Regions from separate parts of the Xenopus laevis genome. Here region 2 is linked to region 1. A link is a contact called in public Hi-C data. All regions are on one chromosome and are shown on one strand. The core of a region is the stretch at or near the end of the contact, and the rest is flanking DNA. Distances in the headings are between cores, read along the strand shown. Region 1 has its middle 4.7 kb from the start of vegfa.L. Region 2 has its middle 11 kb from the start of LOC121393618.

The links. A called contact is a pair of places that touch in the nucleus more often than the background predicts.
Region 2: a Hi-C map of the XL177 cell line shows a contact between it and region 1, with 3 times the contacts expected there. The contact joins two enhancer-like sites. A contact is called at or near these places in 2 of 4 Hi-C or Micro-C datasets (the XL177 cell line and the XTC cell line).

The regions. Positions count from the first base shown.
Region 1 is chr5L:24,449,676-24,454,238 of Xenopus_laevis_v10.1, reverse strand. No RefSeq gene overlaps it. Among protein-coding and RNA genes, the nearest start is that of vegfa.L, 4.7 kb to the right of the region's middle. Within about 2 kb of position 3,273, at least 1 of the 7 cell types and tissues checked has an H3K27ac peak or open chromatin away from gene starts, as enhancers often do.
Region 2 is chr5L:24,563,567-24,568,044 of Xenopus_laevis_v10.1, reverse strand. No RefSeq gene overlaps it. Among protein-coding and RNA genes, the nearest start is that of LOC121393618, 11 kb to the right of the region's middle. Within about 2 kb of position 2,469, at least 1 of the 7 cell types and tissues checked has an H3K27ac peak or open chromatin away from gene starts, as enhancers often do.

The sequences.
Region 1 (4,563 bases), core at 2,024-4,523:
ATAAATGTTGTATTGTTTTAAATGTTGGAATGTTTTATGGTGGGTAACCTGGGGTACAAATCACATTCACACTCCTTGCTGGAATCTGAGACAGTAAATATACTTCTGGTCTTGTTCTCCAAAAACAGCACCATTTGGGATTGGCAAATCTAAGGTTAATTTCCCATTCCCATCAGACCTTGCCCCAATAAGTTTACAATCTAAGGTCCCTATCCCATTTCCATCAGTCCTGCCCAACTGAGCTTACAATCTATGGTCATTATCACATTCCCATCAGTCACTGCCTCAGTGAGATAACAATCTAAGGGCCCTATCACATTTCCATCAGTCCCTGCCCCTTGCAAACCTTGTAAATCATATTTGTATTGTACACACAAGTTTATGCATGTTAAAATTATGCATAAAATAAACCTGTTTGAACTTTTTGTACCCCTGCACCCCTCCTCCTTGCAGTTCCTGGTTCTACCCTGATTTCAAAGATACATGAAAAGTATGGTTGTTGGATCACTCCAAGACTAGGTAAAACATACAGCTACAATAGTGTGCAACTAATTTGGCCAAATTAACTACAACCATACAAAAAAATGGGCTCAATGCACATTCCCTGCTCCAGATTTTTAAACTGCTTTTTACCTTTTATTTGTGACTGTTTTCTTTTTTTTATTGAAACTGAAAGTTGAATGTTCCTTTCTCTGTTTTTTCAGTCTGGCAGGTCTAATCCAGGGGCAGACTCTGAGCTATTTCTCAATGGGGTTTCAATCTGGTAACTCAGTAATCCAGACTCTAAACTGTTAATCTCTCTTTGATGTTTCACCCTGACAGCTCAATAATCCAGGGACAGGCTGTGAACTGTTCCTCTCTCTCTGGTGTTTCAGTCTGCCAGATCAATAGTCCAGTTTCTGAACAGTTCCTCTCTCTCGTGTTTCAGTCTGACCGCTCAGTAATCCAGGTCCATAACTGTGCCTCTCTCTGGTTTTTAAATCTGGCAGGTCTAATCATGGGACAGACACTGAACTGATCCTCCATCTCTCTGGTGTTTCAGTCTTCCAGCTTCATAATCCAGATTCTGAACTGTTCCTCTTTCTGGTGTTTCAGTTTTACAGCTTCATAATCCAGATTCTGAACTGTTCCTGTATTTGGTGTTTCAGTGTAAGGCTCAGTAATTCAAGGGCAGACTGAACTGTCCCTCACTCTAGGGTTTCAGTCTGATAGCTCAGTAATCCAGGGACAGAACTGTTCCTCTATCTGGTTTTTCAGTCTGCCAACTCAGTAATTCAGATTCTGAACTTTTCCTCTCTCTGATGTTTCAGTCTGATAGCTCAGTAATCTAGGAGCAGAACTGTGTTTCAGTCTGGAAGATCTGTAATCCAGGGGCAAAACCAGTGGCGGAACTACCGGGGGAGCAGGGGGTGCACCCCCCTCAGGGCCCCCGGCAGCTCGAGCACTGGCGATTTCCGGCCGCATCGGCCGATTTCGGCGCAGATAATCTGGTATGGAGGGGGCTCCCCTCCAGTTAGGTTTCTGCACAAAACTGTTGCTGTTTTAGGTGTTTCAGTCTGATAATTTAGTAATCCAGGGGCAGACTCTGGACTGTTTATTTTTCTGGCATTTCAGTCTGCCAAATAAATAATCCAGATTATGAACTATTTCTCTCCCTGGAGTTTTAGTCTGACAGCTCTGTAAACCAGGGGCAGAACTGTTCCTGTCTTTGGTGTTTCTGTTTGATGGCTCAGTAATCCAGGTGCAGACTGTTTCTCTTTCTGGTGTTTCAGTCTGTCAACTCAGTAATCCAAAATTGAAACTGTTCCTCTCTCTGGTGTTTCAATCTAACAGATCAGAAATCCAGGTGCAGAAATGTTCCTCTCTCTAGTGTTTCAGACTGACAGCTGTGTAATCCAAGGGGGGACTACTCTATACTGTTCCTCTCTCTCTTGTGTTTCAATTTGGCAGTTTAGTAATCCAGGACAAACTCTGAACTGTTACTATCTTTGGGGTTTCAGTCTGACAGCTCAGTAATCCAGAGTCATACTCTGAACTATTCCTCTCTCTGGTGTTTCAGTCTGACAGTTTAGTAATCCAGGTGCAGACTCTAAACTGTTCCTGTCTCTGGGGTTTCAGTATGGCAGTTCCATATTCTAGGGGCAGACTCTGAACTGTTCCTGTCTCTTGTGTTTCATTCTGAAGTTTTAGTAATCCATGGGCAAACACTGAACTGTTCTTCTCTCTGGTGTTTCAGTGTGGCAGTTCAGCAATCCATAGGCAGACACTTAACTGTTTATCTCTCTCTAAGGTTTCAGTGTGGCAGTTCAGTAATACAGGGGTAGACTCTAAACTGTTCCTCTTTTTGGGGTCAGGTGTGCTTCTACCATGAGACAAGGTAAGAATCTTGCCTCAGGTGTTAGTGCCCCACAAATTATCAAGGGCGGCATTAAGCTCAAGACATTGTTTCATTACATCATTATTCTGTGGCACAGTGAGGGGGTGCTAACCTCCAGTGAGCCACAATTAGTAGTATGGGACCCCAAGATTACTGATGGCACCCTGCTAAAAAAAATAAAAGATTATGTGAATTTAGCCTGTAAGGCAGGATATCACAGAATGCAGATGTGGTAGGTACATGGAGTCAGAGCAATTGCTAGGGCTGAGGTGTCTAGCAGCTTTCTGGAGATTACTATAAAAAATTTTCTTTTCAGTTTTTTTCTCAGTGTCCTGGATTTTATCACGGTTCAAAGCAGTGCAGGACCACGCACACCCTGTAGAAGATAAGAGACGCCTGGTGCACAAGGGTAGAGGCTCGGCCACCTCACAACAGGATACAAATCAGCAAAATCCGATGGCACACAGGACTACAGGAATTCTTCCAAATTTTTTATTATAAAACGGATTGCAAATGCAACATTTCGGGGAATAAAAACACTTGACAAAGTGGATTTTTATTCCCCGAAACGTTGCATTTGCAATCCGTTTTATAATAAAAAATTTGGAAGAATTCCTGTAGTCCTGTGTGCCATCGGATTTTGCTGATCTGGATTTTATCACCCTAGTGATTATACCTTCAGTTCTTCTTTAATGCTTACAAAAAAATGCACACTTGGCTTTTTCCTATATTTATGTATGAGCTTTATAAACCATGAAATAACATGCCAAGAAAGTTACATTGTTGGGACCCAATAAATACACTTGCTGAGTCCAGCGGCCAGCAGGTGCCGTCCCAGAGCTATTAATTGCATAGTGAGCACAATTTCCCTTCTTGGCGCTCTAAAATACTCCACATGCTTTAAAGCCTGACCTTCTTCCATACATTATACACTGTTTTATGCACCAGGAGACTGCTTGCTTTTCTGTCCCTCTGCTCCCTGGGGCCACTTTCTTCATGCTTTTCCCTGGTGTTTCAGCTGTGGCGCACTGTATAGGTTAAATGTATCTCAGTATGTCTTTGGGATGTCAGGTATTGAGATGGTTATTTATCAGAATTTGATCCTCCCTTTGTGTAAGTAACGTGTATATTTCACTTTTACAACAGCTTTTTCTGCATGGGAAACAATAAGAAATGTACAGTGTATTCACAGCACGATCAGTTCAGGCTACGCTATAGGGGATGCTTTATAGGATTTGGTTATACATAGGCTAGACTTATCTAGAGCAATAGGAGTAGTTACTGGGAGGGTTATATTGGCCAGTAGAAGGCAATATAGTGTAAGTTTTATGGAGTTCAAGGAGGGGGTTACCTGTAGAAATGGAGGGTGTAAACAAGAAGGGATATATCGGATCAAGAACAATTATAGAAGAAATGTAACATTATGAGCTGCTTTTCAAGGCTTTGCAAGAGAACAAGTGGCAGCCAATTAACAGCTAGGCAGACCTAACAGGACTGCAGTTCATTGTTTACTATGTAAAGTCAGAGCTGTGATTGTCTACCCACAAAGACTCGTAGGACACGCCCACCACCCATTTGTAACTCATGGACCAGAGAAGATCTATGGGAAACTCCAATAAAGGGTTAATTTTTAAAGGTTTAATTTTTAAAGGATCCCTAAAGCTCAGTAAATGCAGCCTACATGATGAGCGGGATTGTCAAAAAACCCTACATGTCCCCTTTAAAAGGAACAATGGAGAGGCTAAGCAAACAGAAGGTGTTGCCAGTGTGCAGCAGCAAAGGGAAATGTGAGGGGGTATGAGAGGATGGGGAATGCGTTTGAACAATGGCAGTTATTTGTCTCCATGTAATCGCATGCTGATAACCAGCTCATCAGGAGTCTTTCCTTTCATGAGAAGAGCAGTGTGGCCCTTTGCCCATTCTTGCCTAATCTCTAGTGTTCCAGGTGATTACATCTCATTTCCTCAGCCAGGCTCAGCTAGCATTCCACACTCACCATTATGTGCAGTTACCATAGGGCAAATAAAGGCTTCTTATTCCCACCACCATTAAGGCTCAACACCTCAACATATTCACAATGGCACAAAGGAGAAGACAAGAGGCACCCAAAGCACATGGCAGCCGCTGTTATGTGCAGTGTAAAGAGGGAGCACATTCAGATAGGAGATGTATAGATATAGCAGCAC
Region 2 (4,478 bases), core at 1,220-3,719, 110 kb before region 1:
TTAATAAAAACATTAATGCTTGAATAATAACAAGATTGGATCTGGTTCCCCAGATCTGGTAATAGGAAACTTCCTAAAGATGGATCCATCCCTGGCAATATGGGAGCCTGACCCACTGTCAGGTCCTGGATAGCGTACTGGCCCCAAGTGCTGACAGTAAATTGGCTCCATAAGAGATTTATGTTGCACCAGTCACTGATCATTTCTATGTTTGTACACAGTACGGGGTATGCAAACGGTTATTCATGCAAAGCAACCAGGGAGTCTAGTCAGGCAATAGCAGTGATCAGGGGAATAAACCTCCTTATCTGATTTACATCCCCAAAACTTTGGGTCTAAATTTATGAATAGAGCTCCTGACTTTATTTGTACTTGTAGTACTTGGTCAACTACAACTCCCATCTTCCCCTGTCAACAGAAACCATGTAGTGCAAGGATGGAGCCATTTAGCAAAAAGTCAATACGGTACCATTGAGAGACATTATCCTTCCTCTATCCCATTCATTCCCCATTATGCTTCCTCTATACCATTCATTCCCCCATCATCCTTCCTCTATTCCATTCACTTCCCCATTATCCTTCCTCTATTCCATTCACTTCCCCATCATACTTCCTCTATTGCATTCACTTTCCCACCATACTTCCTCTCTGCCATTCACACACCATCATCCATTCTCAATTTCATTCACTATCTATCTATCTATCTATCTATCTATCTATCTATCTATCTATCTATCTATCTATCTATCTATCTATCTATCTATCTATCTAATCTATCTATCTATCTATCTATCTATCTATCTATCTATCTATCTATCTATCTATCTATCATCTATCTATCTATCTATCTATCTATCTATCTATCTATCTATCTATCTATCTATCTATCTATCTATCTATCTATCTATCTATCTAATCTATCTATTTATCTATTTCATGGTTGCCCCTGAGGTTCCCTTGTGCATTTTCGGTGCTTGGGCAATAATGTTCCCTTGTCCCTTACAGAGAAGCGATTCCCATCCAGCTGGGCTCTGAGCTCGTTTCCATAGGCCATCAGCCTCTTCTCCGGGGAATGCAATCCCCTATTCATACACCCAGCACTCAGCTCAAGGGCACCCGAAGGTCATATTTGCCCATATTCAGTGCTGGGCTGCCCCATAAAAGCCACAGAAAGGGAATTGTGGGGAAATGCACAAATTGTTAAAGCAAATATTTGTCTGAGTCTGAACTGACCCAGAAACAAGAAGAGAAAGGAGCATTGACGTTGGTGGGGGCTGGAGGGTCCCACTGATGTTTCTATTTCCTTCCTGAGAGACTGGACACTTGCATTGTACAGATGGGATGTCCTAAAATAATGTGCATAGGAGCCCCCCAACAATGCTCAGATGGGGTGTCTGCTAGTCCCCATATAACTCACATTTACATGTGGTACATGTGAATAAAATAAATAGATCTTCAGCTTCAGGCTGAGCCCCCTTAGCTCATAACAAGGTTACAGATATATAGAAACATTGGGTAACAGTCATCCTGTTATAGTTCCAGGTGTATTAAAGGCACAAATAAGCATTCACCCCAAATCTCCCCCTAACTGGCCTTCAGGCTGGGCCCCCTTAGCTCATAACAAGGTTATAGATATATAGAAACATTGGGGTAACAGTCATCCTGCTATAGTTCCAGCGGTACCCAAGGCACAACTAAGCAATCACCCCAAATCTCCCCCTAACTGACCTTCAGGCTGGGCTCCCTTAGCTCATAACAAGGTTACAGATATATAGAAACATTGAGGTAACAGTCCCCCTGCTATAGTTCCAGGGGTACCCAGGGCACAAATAAGCACTCACCCCAAATCTCCCCCTAACTGGCCTTCAGGCTGGGCTCCCTTAGCTCATAATAAGGCTACAGATATAAACTTTGGGGTAACAGTCACCCTGCTATAGTTCCAGGGGTATCCAGGGCTCAAATAAGCACTCACCCCAAATCTCATCCTAACTGGCCTTCAGGCTGGACCACCTAAATTCAACTAGTGAGAATGGTACTGTGAATAAAACACAGAAAGAGGTTCCCAGCACAAATGGTGGGGAAATATACTGAGCTATGCCTGTCTGTCCTACAGAGATTAATTAATTACTCAGGACTTAGAAGGAGCCAAATGGCTGCTATTATAGTCACATAGACATACACTAACTCATCGCCCAGGAGTCAGGACAATTAGATTTAAAGGGGAAACAGTTGTCATTGTCACTTGGTGTTCTTCATCTCTCCTCTTGGTTCCTTCCCTTTACCCTCTGGTTTTTGTTCTGCTATGGTGAGACAGGGAGTGGCGGTGGGATAGAACCAGTAGGGGTTGGTATTCCAGGCACCAGCATCGGACTGGGGGCCCACTGGGGCTGCATCATTTGGGCCTACGCACCACCACCACGGCCCCTTCTACAGCCACAACACCCCTCCGCCCCCTACACGTACCAGCGAGTACATCTTCTCTCTGCTCTTAACGATTAGGCAGGGAGGAGGTCAGGGAGCGCACTGATCTAGTCTGGGCCACCAGGGTCCATGAGAGCTGGGGCCCACCAGTTTTTTTCCTGGTGTCCCACCAGACCAGTCCAATCCTGCCAGGCACCCAGGCTCCAATAAGTTCCCCCACACCTGCATGATAGCAATAGGGACTTGCTGGGAGGCGCGGCCAATAGGGACATGAAAAGAGCCACAAGGAGAGTAGAGTTCACTAGACTTCACATTGTGAAGAGAGAGAAAGAGAGAGAAAGAGAGAGAGAGAGAGAGAGAGAGAGAAAGAGAGAGAGAGAGAGAGAGAGAGAGAGAGAGAGAGAGAGAGAGAAAGAGGAAACGACTCCTGCACTTCAGTTTACCCTGGCCATTATTTGCTTTTAAGTTTTATTTAGACTGTGGATCGAGTTCTATGGGACTTTGGAATTGCCTTTTTGTTATTCTACTTCCATAGAAGGATTTGTCACTGTTGTGTTACCATTGGATTTTGCAAAATAAAGTGATAAAATTCCACATGGTTTCTATCCAGAGTTCTGGCTTCTGTTACATCATTGACATGACAAACAGATTTTTGCTTTGGGAAAAATATTTCATCGGACTGGAGGAACCTGGGATAGAATTTCCAGCTGCTGACGTGGGCGCTAGGGCCAATAAGAAGTCCAGGGGGAGGCAGATACTAACAAAGCGTCTTTTTCCTTGCGTCATAGCCCATGTGATCTGTGCTGCTGTATAGCGCCCAGGGGCTCCTTAGTGACCCTCATTAACTGCAGTGTCAGCTCTAACTATTAACACAACAAATACTGCCTCCCATTCACTCACCAATAACTGGCAACTGGGCTATAATAACAAACCCCCCATTAGCACTCCCTACTCATAACAACATCTAAAGCACATTCAGTAATGAGGTTGAACTTGCCTTTTTATACACTCAATGAAAGATTAGTCAAATACTTTGCCATGGATTATGAGTCTAATTTACTAAATATGTGTTAAATTGCACCCATGCAGTTGCCTGTAGCAACCAATCAGACCTTAATTGTTTCTTGTGTTTCTTTACTACTTTAATTATGTCTGTTTCAGAGCGGCTGCTACCACTATATACATTTATTGCTAGCAAAGCTTCAGGTCTGGGAGCATGCTCAGTAAGGAATAAAGGTGGTGCTGGGAAAGAGAAAAGGAAATATTTATTTTTCTCCCATAGGACTCAAAGCACTTTGCAGCAATCAAGGCAGCCATTATAGACACACTAAGTAGCCAGGATACTGGTTACAATGAGTTGCCACAAGGATTTGAACCAGGGTCTTTAGTATGACATCAAAGGCTGATCACTTAACCTCTAGGACAACTCCTCCAAAGAAGTATTTATTATTATTAACATGTATTTATATAGCGCCATCATATTGCGTAGCACTGTAAAGTAAATGTGATTATACAACTACATCACATGAATTACATATATATGGAGAAACAAACATCACAAATAATACAGGTACAAAAAGGTGAGGAAGGCCCTATGCATAGACATACAGTCTAAAGGGAAGGGAGTAATACACAAGGTGTCGGAGTTAGACATGACCACCACAAAATGCATTCCCCTGTGCAAAGGAAGGAGAGACAAGTCACACGAGTACTTGGATTTAAATCTTCCATGCAGAGGAAGTCAAGACACTGGAAATACACTGCCCCATGCAAAGAAAATAAACTCCCCCATGCAGAAAAAGTAGTGCGTCACACGAGTACCAGGAAATACACTCCCCCATCCCAAGCAAAGGAAGTAGAGACAAAGTAGAGAATCCATGAAAAGGAAGTAGAGACAGTTACAAAAGTACCAGAAAATAAACTACCCCATGCGAAATTAGAGAGACACATGAGTACCAGGAAATACATTCCCCCATGCAACGGAAGTAAAGACCGTCCCATATGAATACCTGGAAATACACTTTTACGTACAGAGGAAGCTGAGACAACCACATGAT